2 separate regions of the Triticum aestivum genome follow, and region 2 is linked to region 1. Evidence: chromatin contacts called from public Hi-C data. All regions are on one chromosome and are shown on one strand. The core of a region is the stretch at or near the end of the contact, and the rest is flanking DNA. Distances in the headings are between cores, read along the strand shown. Region 1 has its middle 5.5 kb from the start of LOC123045089. Region 2 holds the start of LOC123045090 (peroxidase 51).

The links. Hi-C and Micro-C count contacts between places; a contact is called where the count stands out from the background.
Region 2: a contact with region 1 is called in a Hi-C map of leaf, with 2.9 times the contacts expected there. The contact joins the promoter of LOC123045090 here to the enhancer-like site in region 1. A contact is called at or near these places in 4 of 5 Hi-C or Micro-C datasets (leaf and an unstated tissue).

What each region holds. Positions count from the first base shown.
Region 1 is chr2B:392,968,283-392,974,589 of IWGSC CS RefSeq v2.1, forward strand. No RefSeq gene overlaps it. Among protein-coding and RNA genes, the nearest start is that of LOC123045089, 5.5 kb to the right of the region's middle. Within about 2 kb of position 2,224, at least 4 of the 8 cell types and tissues checked have an H3K27ac peak or open chromatin away from gene starts, as enhancers often do. A contact at or near this core is called in leaf, where this site is marked.
Region 2 is chr2B:393,032,452-393,038,758 of IWGSC CS RefSeq v2.1, forward strand. It overlaps LOC123045090 (peroxidase 51), which reads right to left and starts at 2,545. Exons shown (of 4, transcript XM_044468021.1): 1 at 2,150-2,545; 2 at 1,866-2,066; 3 at 1,604-1,769. The coding sequence starts at 2,359.

The sequences.
Region 1 (6,307 bases), core at 974-3,473:
GCGCTCCGGTGAGGAGGCCGCGGTTCCGAGGCAGCAGCGGGTGCGGGAGGCAAGGGAGGCCAGGGGCGAGGCATCCTTGGGCGCGTGCAGGTGGCGTGGTGTGGGGCACGGCTTGGGCGCGGTGTGCACGCATCGGGGCGCGCCGGAGCGGGCCAGTGGCGTGGTGGTGATGACGAGTCGCCTTGGAGCAAGTGGGGGGAAGAGGAGAGGCGGGGGCCGGGCTCACGTTGGTTCGTAGGGCAACGACAGCGGGTGTCGAGGAGGGGGATGAGGACGGCGCGACGCAGGTGGACGACGGTGTGGCGGTCCGGCGAGGAGGCGTGGTCGAGGCGGTGAGGCGACGTCGGGCGGTGGCATCGTCGGGGCGCCGCGGCGAGGCGCCCAGATCGGGGGGGAGGAGGAGGCGAGGAGGACGGCGATGGGGCGTCGCCGGAATGGGCGCCGGCGGCGGGGCATGAGGCGGCGCGGTCGTCGGTGTTAGCTGCCCCCGATCTGGATCGGGGGGGAGGGGGAGAGGGAGCGAGACGTGGGGGATCGAGGGGAGTGGGGGGTAGCGGTTAGGGTTTCTGTCGGGTGGGGGGATAAGGTGGGAGCGGGGTGGGTCGGCCGGCTGGGCCAGTCGGCTGGGCCAGTCGGCTGGGCCTTTGCCCAGTTGGGCTGGCCAGCTGGGCCACAGATGACCCAGTGGGGGGTGCCTCTTTTTATTTTTAGTTAGATTTGTCTTTTCCTTTTATTTATTTCATTTTTCTGTTTTATTTCATTTTAATATATTTAGACATTTTCAAAAAGGGTGTTTGTTGCACTATAATCACCTAGGCATTTAACTGCACACTCCGAACATTTTAGTTTAATATTTTAAAAACTTTATCGCTTGACATTAATTTGAATTTGAATTTGAAAAGGTTTCGAATCATTGCGAGGTTAGCAACAGTAAGAGTGGTGATGTGGCATCATTAACAGAGGTTACTGTAGCTTGATTATCCGGGCGTCACATATAGTATCCCATTGAGATACTATCTCAATGAAGTCCGCCAAGGAGAAAAATGGGGTGCCCTTAACCAGAAAAGAGGCTCATTTCACCAAGGCACAACAGGCAGCCCGCAAGGATGTTGACAGAGCTTTCGGTGTTTTGCAAGCAAGATTTGCCATAGTTCGGGGTCCAGCTCGTTTTTGGGACAAAAATACCTTGAAGAACATCATGAAATGTTGTGTGATTCTACACAACATGATCATCGAGGATGAGAGAGGGTTAAAACTGCCTTATTTCTATGACAATGTTGGTACTTGTGTGCAACCGGAAAGAAACCCTTGTCGCGTACAAGCTTTTCTTGAAGCACATCGTCAGATTGAGGATGCAAACACTCATGGTCAGCTCTGGGATGATCTAGTAGAGCACCAGTGGCAGTTGGCTGGGCGATGCCAAGGCCCATGATCTACCTTTGTTTACTTTTCTATGTCCTATTTGATTCGAACAATTATTATAATTTGCTTCAGAACATTGTTGTAATATATTGAATGATTATTATGTGTTTAAAAGTACTATTCGGTGTTATTGAGATGATGAAAATTGTGATATGTCAAATGACAGTTTTAAGGGTTGGGGTTGGGGCAAAGACTAGAACCCTCAAACCCAGCCCTTATAACGGAACTAGAACCCTCAAATCCAACCCTTATAACGGAATATTCCGTTATAATGGTTGGACTTGAGGGTTCTAGTCTTTGCCCATGTTTTTTAACCCTTAAAAGTGTTAAATATGGCAAATTCTCAACCCTTAAAACTAGTTTTCGATTTAAGGGTTTGAGGGCTCTACTATACATGCTCTAGATCGCTCGGCCCGGTTTTCGGCCAACGGATGCCAATGAACGGTACACTAGGTGGCATGCAGACAGATCGGCGATCGAAATGGCGCATGCGGACGAAGCAAGGATTGGCGACATGCGGACACAACGAGCAAGGCAACACGAGCAGTCACATGCGTGCAAGAAGATATAGCAACGCGGAGAACAGCAAGTTACCAGTTACCACAGGCGACGTGCTACGCACCAGCTACCTTGTCATGCACATGTACGTGGTGGCTAGCTGCTGTCGGATGGATGGATGCATGGGCGGGCAAGGGCGCTGGTTGTGTACCGTTCTGTTTGACGTGCGTGTGTGGGAGGATGCGCTCCGAACCACAAACAAGCGCAGCCGCGCTCTCTAGCGACATCCTTTACATTTTACATCAACGAAAGGTCTGCCTGAGGCGGAATTCCGGGCGGGTGTGTGAGACGGACCCACTGTAGCTGTACCGTGCTAATAAAATACTTTCTTCGTCTTAAAATTTTTGTCTTAGATTTATTTAGATATAGATGTATCTAATATTAAAGCGTGACTTGATACATCCGTATTTAGATAAATTTAAGACAAAAATTTTGGAACGGAAAGTATCAAATTCACATGTATTATTGACCTCTCACCTCTGCCATGTATGCATGCACCAGCACCTGGGTGTGAAACGAGAAACACAGGAGACGGGGTATTGCCGCATCACATCGCCGCCGTCCTCCGTCTCCGTGCTGTGGCTTCCGCGTACGTCTTGTCGGACCAAGATGTGTTGTCACGTAGCAAGCGTGTATACATATACATGATTAAATATCTAAAAATATCATCCAGCTATAGCTAAGCTAGAGATGCAGGGTAGCACGTAACACACGTCGCGTACTCGCCTAGGCCATTTCCAATTCAGAAATTCAATCATTTCAAGCGTGCAGAGATGTCGAATTCAGCTGTATCTGCATCCACTTCCCGATCGATTATGCATGGTTGGCAGCCACTCCATCCATCCCATCCTGATGGATGACACGTGACATTCGCAAATCACAAAGCATCAACCCCACCCCCACCTGAAATCAGGGGGGAGAGATTAGATACTTTCTGATTTGTGAATACCACATGTCATCCATCAAGGCGGGTCTCACCTGATTTATATGAGACCTGGTCTCATATAATCTTTTTCCCATAATATCGTCTCTCTCTCTCCCACCCCCTTCCTTTTTGTGTTGTCTTGATTAGGATACCTACTAAACTTTAGAGCACTCCACCATGAAAACCAAACTGTAGCACCAGCCTTTAGCAGCTTGTCTTATATTTGGTCAGTTATTTTCAGAGCTTTTTAAGGGAAAATAAGCATAAGCTAAAAATAACTAGTATAACTTTTGCCTAGCTTATTTTCTAAGCCCACGTCTTTCCTCTTGATAGAAAAAAAAAGGAAAAAGGTACTTCCCGATCTTCTGGTTAGGTCATATACCCCATGGCAAGAAAATGTCCGTAACTTTCCCCATGTTTCATTCAAATTGCAATTGCACCCTCTGTAGCGCTTGACCCGACTTCCTTTAGCTAGATTTATTGTGCATCGCCGCCGCTTAACACCTCTTGGTGCTCCCTCGCAACATCCCCCCCCCCTCCCTCCATCCCCCGGGGGACCTCTTTGCCTTAGCCTCTGACTGGTGTTATGCTCCACATCCGCTTTCGACTGGTTTTGTGCTCCTCCCAACCTTGCCTCGGCCTCCCATCAGGCCCCACCTCCCTCGACTTCTTTGAGACTAGCCACAATGGGTAGTAACATAGAGTAATAACACGCCCATGTTACTACTCTATGTTACTACCTCTATATTGGAGAGTAATATATGTATGATAACATGCAACACTTTATTTATTAGGCTATAGACTCAACTTGCCTTGATATGTGTGATGTTACTCATACTATTAGGGCATCTCCAACAGTTTGTATGTTAGCTTGTTGGTAAAATATGCCATGTCATCAATCAACACCTTAACATACAACATCTCCAATGGGTTGTATCTAGTTTGCCCAATAGGATGTGAGGTAATAAATAAAGTGCTCTCTCATTCTACATTGGAGCTTGTGCAAGGGGTGTTGGTTCATGTACATACATCATTTCTCTCTTTCCTCATTTATTGCATGACACATCATCAAAAATCTTATGTGGCAAAGTCTACCAACTAGCTATGTTAGGCTAGTCATAGTGGGGAGTAATTTAGAGTACTAACATGCATACGTTACTACTCTATGTTACTACCCTTATAGTGAGAAGTGTCATATGTGTAGTAACATACACATGTTCATTTATTGTCTTGTAGACTCATTTTGCATTGGTAAGCGCTATGTGATGGTAACATATTAGGTTACTCTATTTGCCTCTCTCCTCATTAACTACTTGTCACATCAATATTTTTGCTTATGTGGCATCTATGTTACTTCCACTATGACCAGCCTTACCACATGCCTCGCTTTTTTCATTTATTGTTTGCCACATCATCTATTTTATCTAGACATGTGTGATGTTACTACACCTATGTTACTTCCATGGTGGGTAATCTGACTCTGCTATGTTCATTTCCAACGCAGGTCCAATGTGTTGTCGTGTTTATTTCTTTAAGAACACGCATGAGCTTTGCGTGTCATTTCTTTAAGAGAAAAGAGATAGTCAAATACAGATTATGCTAGGAATATCATATGTCGGCTTCCAAGCGAATCTCCGTCACAAGGTTCGTACAATTACTCATCACACTCTTTGCTTGAATGTTCGTGTCTTCTGCAGAGGGGGAGTTTAATGTTGCCCGCCTAGCCACCTCTGTTATGCTGAGAATTACTGATAAAAAAACTTATGTACCGAGCTATCCGCACACGACTCCTGTTCACATTGGCTCTACGCCACAACCTAGCTAGTTCGAGTATATAGCAAAAAACTGTACCACATTACAGACTAGGTCTACAAAAAACGATCATTTTTTTAATCTATTAAAAAATTACCATAAAAGTGGTCTGCTGTTTCAAAAAACCCAAGTGACTGAACCGTTAAGAATTAAGCAAGACTATGACATGTTTGGCCCACCCGTCAGGTTGCTGTTAGCTTGACCGTTGACAGGTGGCCCCCACGTATTTTTAAAAGGCAATCAGGTCCTAAAAAAGCAATTTGGTCCCTGCAATTTTTTTTCAAAAAAGCAATCGGGCCCTTTTCAAAAAATAATAAAATCCATCAGGTCCCATCGGCGACGAACTCGCCAGAGCCGAGGACACCGGAGGAGCTCGCCGACCACATCGCAAGGCGCTGCGGCTTTATGCACGTGTGTAGTGCCAGAACCAGGGCGACGGCTGCCGCGCCGAGGACAACGACGAGGCCTGCGCATTAAAGCTCCTCCCCAACGAGCAGTGTTGCGGCTTCGCAGTCGCCCGCCGCCAGGCCGCACGAAGGCATGCCCGCCCCTTGCATGGAGACGAGTTGCACGCCGCCCACTGCCTGCCGGAGTCACTGCCTGCTCTGCTTCCTCTCTCCTCCATAGGTGCGCGCGCTCGGGGCTGTGGCGTGCTCACCCGCTCTGGTGGGGGAGGCTCCTGGGCGTGGTGGCCGGAGCAGCACGCAGCGACGAAGAGCGGCAGCGAGCAACACGAGGCGACGGCGGCAAGCACAACACCTACCAGCGGTGGACAGCAGCGGCGAGCAGCAGTGGCGGCGGCGGGCAGCAACAGAAGCACGCAACAGGGGCGGGCAATAGCTACACGCAGCGGCAGCTAGGGTGGGGGTGGGGCTGCTCGCCGGCGCGGTGCTCAGGCGGCGGGGTGGGGCTGTTCGACAGGACAAAGAAGAAAAGGGAGGAGAAGAAGATGGCATGTGGGCCCCACCCGGTCACAACGGTGAACTAACTGTTTACTTAACGGTGTTGACTTTTTTGCCACATGGAGCTGGCGAGCGGGCCCTCCATGTCATAATCCAGATTAAGACAATAACCATTCGACACTTGGGTTTTTGGAACAGTCCACCACTTTGTGGTAGTTTAAGAAAAATTAAAAAAGTGACAGTTTTTTGGACAAAAGCCTGTAATGTGGTTGTTTTTTGCTATATACTCTAGCTAGTTCCGTCCCAACCGGCTATCCAAAAACCCAGGCAATTTCGGTTCATGTGTGGTTTATTTCAGTTCAGTAAGGTTATAGATTTTTCACCAAATAACTCGTCCAATAAGAATAAGATGAGGCAACAAAAGCTACAAAGAGTTGAACTACAGTTTCTCAGTGGTTTATTTCCCAATGTTTCTGTTTGGAAGGGAGTTTAAACCGTTTCTGTAGAAACTAGAGAAAAAGAACTAACCATTTTATCGTCTAACATATGGTCAAAAAAGTTCTCGAGGATCATTGAACCAAAGACACTATGTGGAGATTATATTTTCTGTAGACATATGATACAAAAATCATGTCAAATACACCAATGCGTGGATATTTTGAAAAGGATGATTACCCCGGCCTCTGCA
Region 2 (6,307 bases), core at 1,295-3,794, 64 kb after region 1:
ATTAGGAGAAAAAAGATAGACTTATCATAATCCATCGTCATGCAAATACAACCTTAACTAGTTCTCAATCGACTAATGTTGTCAAAAATAGGAAGTAAAATGAGAAATCGGCAAGTCAGCTCAAAGAGAACTACATCTAACATCACCATCCATCACGGTTTTATGTGGGAGAGGAAGCTAAATGGACCGGGTTATAAAATCCTGACCCTAAAATCTCAAGCTGGGGCCTGACCCGGCCCTAAAAAACAAAAAGTGATGTTTTCTTATTTCAAAAAGAATATCTGAAGAGTAAAGAAATACATTATTATCCTATATTTTTATTCAAATCCTATTTTTAGGTGTTATGTTTTTTTCTCTTCCAGGCGGAGCCTTCGGGCTATAAAGTAGGGCCTAGCCCGATCGTCGTGCCTTCGGTCGGGCCGTCGTGTCGGACCGTTGGCGCACATGCCTAATCCATCCATCACCTCCCCAATGGTACATGCATGTTAATATTGATGCGGTTGTGTGAAAGAATCAAAGGATGGGGGGTGTAGCTGCTGCGTGCTTCTTTCCCCTGAGATGAGCAGGAAAGGCTACACAGGAGCATTGGCTATGGTGTTTTCAAATGGTTGATGACAAGCGATTGCACCTCGAGAAGTTGTATCATAGGCAAGCAATCTAATTTGGTAAGGGTGGGTGCGGCTAGTGGCTGCTCGTCTGTGATTTCTAATCTGTAGGGCAGCGGACACGTGCACTATGGACAGGTTATCCGAGTACGAGTGCAAGTGTTGGAGTTCTCTTCAATGGGGTTTCTCCATGAGAAGAGGCCAAGCAATTGGGAAGGCCATGATCTTAGCAATTTCTCGTCGGAGGGAAGAAGACATGTCTCGCTCCCATATATATGCTAGAAGGTGTTTGTGTACTTCCATCGTGTTGCCACACACCTCCTGACCGACATGGCTCCACCACTCCATGCAACATGTTAACTTGAGGGAGGCTACAATAGAATCAAGTCTTAGCATTAGAAAAAATAGACAAATGTGGTGTGGACCGTATGATCTTCAATGGCTGTCCTAGATTTTCTGAGAGGGTGGATGGATGTGTTTTATATAAAACTGTTATTTAGGGAGGTTGTTGCGGAATCATCCAACTTGTCCCTGACAGCAAATCGTGAAAACATATTCTAGCAATCCTGTAGATGGACAGAGCAATCAATTAAGTTGATGATCCATCGAAGAATATATTTTTTGGTTTTGGAGGGATTGATCCATCAAAGATGTCATTGTAGGACAGGGTCATGGGCCGGCAGCCCGGCACGTAGGTTTGTCTCGTCGCATTCGACGTCTTCTCCATTGATGAGGCTGGACTGGAGTTTGGCGGCTTTGCACACTCCGAACAGGGCAGGTAACGCATGGTATGTCCGATTTGGAATTGGGTGCAACCCTGGTTTACCTAGCTTTCACCGTCATTAGTGTCCCTATCCCAACTTGATTTCAATGTGCAAGCAAAGCAAACGTACACAGAGCCCGTACGTACACGATCAGCAACGCGTAATTTGCCGCCTTATAATATTTGTTTTTTCGAAGTATCATTATACTGGTACTGGACTTAATTACGTACGTACCGGAGAGGGCGATCATGTCGGTCTGAGAGAGCCCGTTGGTGGCGAAGAGCGCCGTGAGCTGATCGAGGCTGGACGTCGGCGGGGCCAGCTTGCCGGGGACGCTGCTCGCCGTCGAGCTCAGCCCGTCCAGCCGCCCCAGCTCCACCGCGTACGACGGCCCGCCAGCCTGCGCCAAACCGTACGTGTCTTGCGTTAGCTAATAAATACTTGTGTGCGTACGTATGAGAATCAGGCGGAAGAGATCGATGCATGAACTTGTTACCAGTGCAATGGCGTCCCTGGTGGCCATGACTAGTATGTCGGCGCAGGAGACCCGGTTCCGGCACCGTGGCACGGCGTCGACGGCCGCCTTGGCCTTGATCACCGTGTCGAAGCCGTCGCCGGCCAGCGACAGGTTGGCAGTGCTGTCCTTCTCCGCCGTGTTGTTGGCCGTGGACGCGATCAGCACCGACGCGTCGCACCCCTACATGCACACAAACGTTGAAGCGTAGCGTATGGCGGCATGGTTCTTCATGCACGTACGTAGGGTGCATGTTTGCCTGTTACCTCGACGAAGCAGTCGTGGAAGAAGAGGTGCACGGTGGCGCCCACGGTGATGAAGGTCTGCTGGAACTTCTTGGCGACGGCGCCCCGGACGATGGCTTCGACGTCGGGGCACACGCCGGCATAATGGTCCCGCCGGAGCTGCGCCGCGCACATGTTGGCGCTCGCGGCCAGTACCGCCACCACCAGGAGCGCCGCCACGGCCGGAGTCATGTGGCCCGCCGTCGTAGCTCGGTAGATAACGCGTGTTCGCCGCCGCCACAAATATATGCGGACGCAGACGTACACGCAGTGGGGCGGCGCCGTGTGTTGGGTTTGTCTTGGTGGAGCGCAAGGCGACGCGACGACGGCAAGTTTGGGTTTGTGGTAGGGGCACCGAAGGATAAGGTCACACAGAGAGGGCCACTAATGAATCGATCGGTGGTGGTCTCTCCATCGACTACGCTTATCGGCGTGCAGTGCAGGCAGCGAGTGTCCGTTGCCTTCGTGACAGTGATCTGAAAACGATGCTACTCTTGAATATTCCGATGCCCACAAAATTAAGCTAGCCTCAAAATCTGCGGTACACAGGGTACTCGAGTGCTTTAGGAAGGTTGCAACACATACTTGTATTTCCATTTCCATCACGGAAAACAGTCGAGTACTCGATCAGCTCTGCTCTGCTCTGGAGTAGTTGGTTTCATCGCTGCGTAGTGCATGCCGTAAGTGGACGGGGTTTTCCAAGCGCGTAATTTCTGATATGAAACAAGGAAGACAAATGAATCTCTGTCTATTTCATTATTGACGATGTTTGTACATTATATATCTCTCAAGGTGTTAGAATAATCCGAAGCGCACGTCGATCTACCGAGGACCAAGTAATCACACGAGTATGGTATTGCGATTTGTTAACGAGGTTGACCATCATGGCTAAATCCTCGGGGCATTAACTACGGATGCTCTTCCCCATGACACCGCTATAATACCGCACCCCGGCCGGCCGGGCGCCTGCACATGCTGCAGCCCGTCAATGGCCTCGCCTGCACGCTGCACCTGACCGCTATTCGATCCGATTATGCATATGCCGCCGCCGCTGTGAACGATCTGCTCCGATTGCTTTTCCTGCGACAGTTTCCACGTCCATCGAGAACTCTTCGAGCCACCACGACCGAGTTATCAGACGTCCTTCGTCGCCCTCCTCTAGAATAATCAAACAGCCTCTTCGCAACCATAGCTCATGATACCACTTGTTAGAATTAATCTGAGGCCATCGTCGATCTACCGAGGACCAAGCAATCACACAAACACGACGCGATGATTTATTAAGGAAAAAAATCGGTTCTGAAAGGTATTGTAGTGTGATGGAACATGGAATCTACTGGTTACTAGCATGTTTGATCTCGTGCATGGAACAATAGAATGAGAAAAATATTCAGGAAGTCACTAGGTGCTACAGGTGTAGATGAAATTGTTTGAGTTGGTTGCACACGTACACAAGAGACTACAGGGACTACTTTTGGGTTCTTTGCTTCGTACGCTAAGGAGATTGCGGCATGGCAGCAGTGGTGTTGTTCGACTAGCAGTTAAACAGGAACCGAGGATAGTGACGTGCGTATAAGGCTTGGAGGAGTCTGGAGTGCGTCGTAACAGGGAACATGCATAATCAGGGCGTCAAAGCAATGCATGGAGATGTGCGGGATAGATACGGCGGGGTGGAGCATGGTAGCAGTCGGATACTTTCGGATGGATCGGACTGGACAGTCTAATGGACTGACGTGGATGTTGGTCAAAGCAGAAGATGGCGGTGATTTCAGTGACGACGATATAGGAGCGTGATGCTGATGGTGGCCAACTTCTGGGGCGTAGAAACACGTGGTGTAGGTCTGAGGGCTTGTGCGGCTTCGACTAGACTGTGGCGCATGGGTTGATTCAAGGTAGTGTACACATGAGTGCTTGAGATCGACGGGGCGTGGGGGTAGCACGGCCAACTACATGGAGTTATGTTGAAGGTGGAGCTGGAGCCTGATGGATGACTACACTCTTTGCTGATGGAGGGGCTACAACGTAAATGCATGGAGAGTCGAAACCTATTTGAGCGGGATAGCGAGAGACACGTGGGTCGGACCGGGTACCGGTGGTCTGATGGAGACGTGATACTCGGCACCGGTCAGTGATGATCAGTGGTTCTCTACAGTGGGGGTTGAGGCAGTGTGGGTTAGCTACCCGGGAGACTTGACCAGGACGGCAGAGGCTCGACGCGGTGATAGCGGCGATGCGTGCGGTAAGCACGGAACACAACGACGGGCCAATGAACTGGTGGTCAGATATCTGGTCAGACAAATTGTGCAGGGGGTGCTGAAGCAGTGTTGATGAGTACTAGATTCAAGTTGGTGACTGGGTCTATCGGTGCCGGTTGATGGACATAAGTTGACTATGGAGAATCTGAGAAAGTGGCGGAAAGTCTTAATGTCGAAAGCTGAGAGAGTACATGACTATATATTCTGTGGTGTTCAGTGCACATGGCAAAGTGCAGATGACAAATACAGAAGGAGGCCGAGTGCTATAGCTATGGGACATGCCAGAGACTATACGGAAGAAGGGTGAGTCAACTACGAATTTGACTCAGGGTGACACAGGGAGACGGTGAAATTCCTTCAAGTTTCAAACAGACAGTCGAGGAGGGCGATGATGTTGAGTTCGGGTATCTCTTATATGTGGTGTCCAATATGTGAGTTGTTCACTTTCACGCAGACAGTGGTCGGTGTGTGATGGCGGTGGATGGATACTCCGGAAGTTGGGAGCACAAAGTAGAGTAATGAGGAACTTAATTTTGCTCGAGTGTTGACTGTTAAGAAGATGAGAAGGGACTACAATTACAGGTGGAGTCACATGGAGTCTGGGAGTAGCAGCGGTGCTCATGGCGTATCTTGAGTCCAATGTACATGGATGTTTGACGCATGGATGAATCCAAGGTGGTGAAGAATATTCGCCAAGGTGGAGTTTGTTAGAGTTGTGTCGAATATAATTGTACAAGGTAGGTTACAGTTGGACTTGTAGTTGTATTGTATTTAGATAGGATATGGAGTCGTGTCCAAGTAGGACACTTATATCCTATGCCTCTCGTATATAGCGGGGGTAGACACATGATGCAACCTATGCCAACATAATAGCACGGGCACGTGAGGGAGCCAGCGGCGTGTGTCGGTGCCCGGGCAGGCTGGGTGCGGTATTGTAGCGGAGTCATGGGGAGGAACGCCCGTAGTCAGGCCCCGGGGACGTAGCCATGATGGTGAACCTCGTTAACAAATCTCGTTCTTGTGTTTGTGTGATTGCTTGGTCCTCGGTAGATCGACGATGGCCTCGGATTAATTCTAACACAAGGGACACGAACGAATATCCATTCGAGAGGGAGCGAGGAGAGACGCAGCGGTTAGCGCCTGTCGTCTTGAAACGTCCTCCTCCAAAAACCCTGTGGAAAAAATATGAGGAGATATACATAATATGTCATGAAAAACATCTTCTAAAGACCTAGTGAGAAAATACGAAGAAAATGATATATCACAATGCTTATTTTACAGTTGCCTCATTAAAAACTTTCCATGAGAAACCATGTAGGGATAAACTCATAAGATGAAAAAGGGTTTCCCCGCTTTATATTATAAGGCAAACATCATCACATAACAACTGAGACACCGATAGAAACACATGCCACCACCGCACACGACACACACACCCAAGGCAAGATATAGGATTTAAACCAGCGTGTTGACCTCTCTATTGTGCCTAGGTAGGGCTGCGATGTGTTGATCTTCCGAGGCCGGGCATGACCCAGGAAAGTGTGTCCGGCCAGAGGGATCGAACGTGTTGGGAAATGTGGTGCACCCCTGCAGGGAAGTTTATCTATTCGAATAGTCGTGTCCCTCGGTAAAAGGACGACCCGGAGTTGTACCTTGACCTTATGACAACTAGAACCAGATACTTAATAAAACACATCCAGACAAGTTCCAGAGTCAACCCGGTGATCGCTTTCCCACAGGGCGACGAGGGGAGGATCGCCGGGTAGGATTATGCTATGCAAAGATACTTGGCGAACTTCAATCTACCCTCTTCTATATGCTGCAAGATGAAGGCTGCCAGAAGCGTAGTCTTTGATAGGACTAGCTATCCCCCTCTTATTCTGGC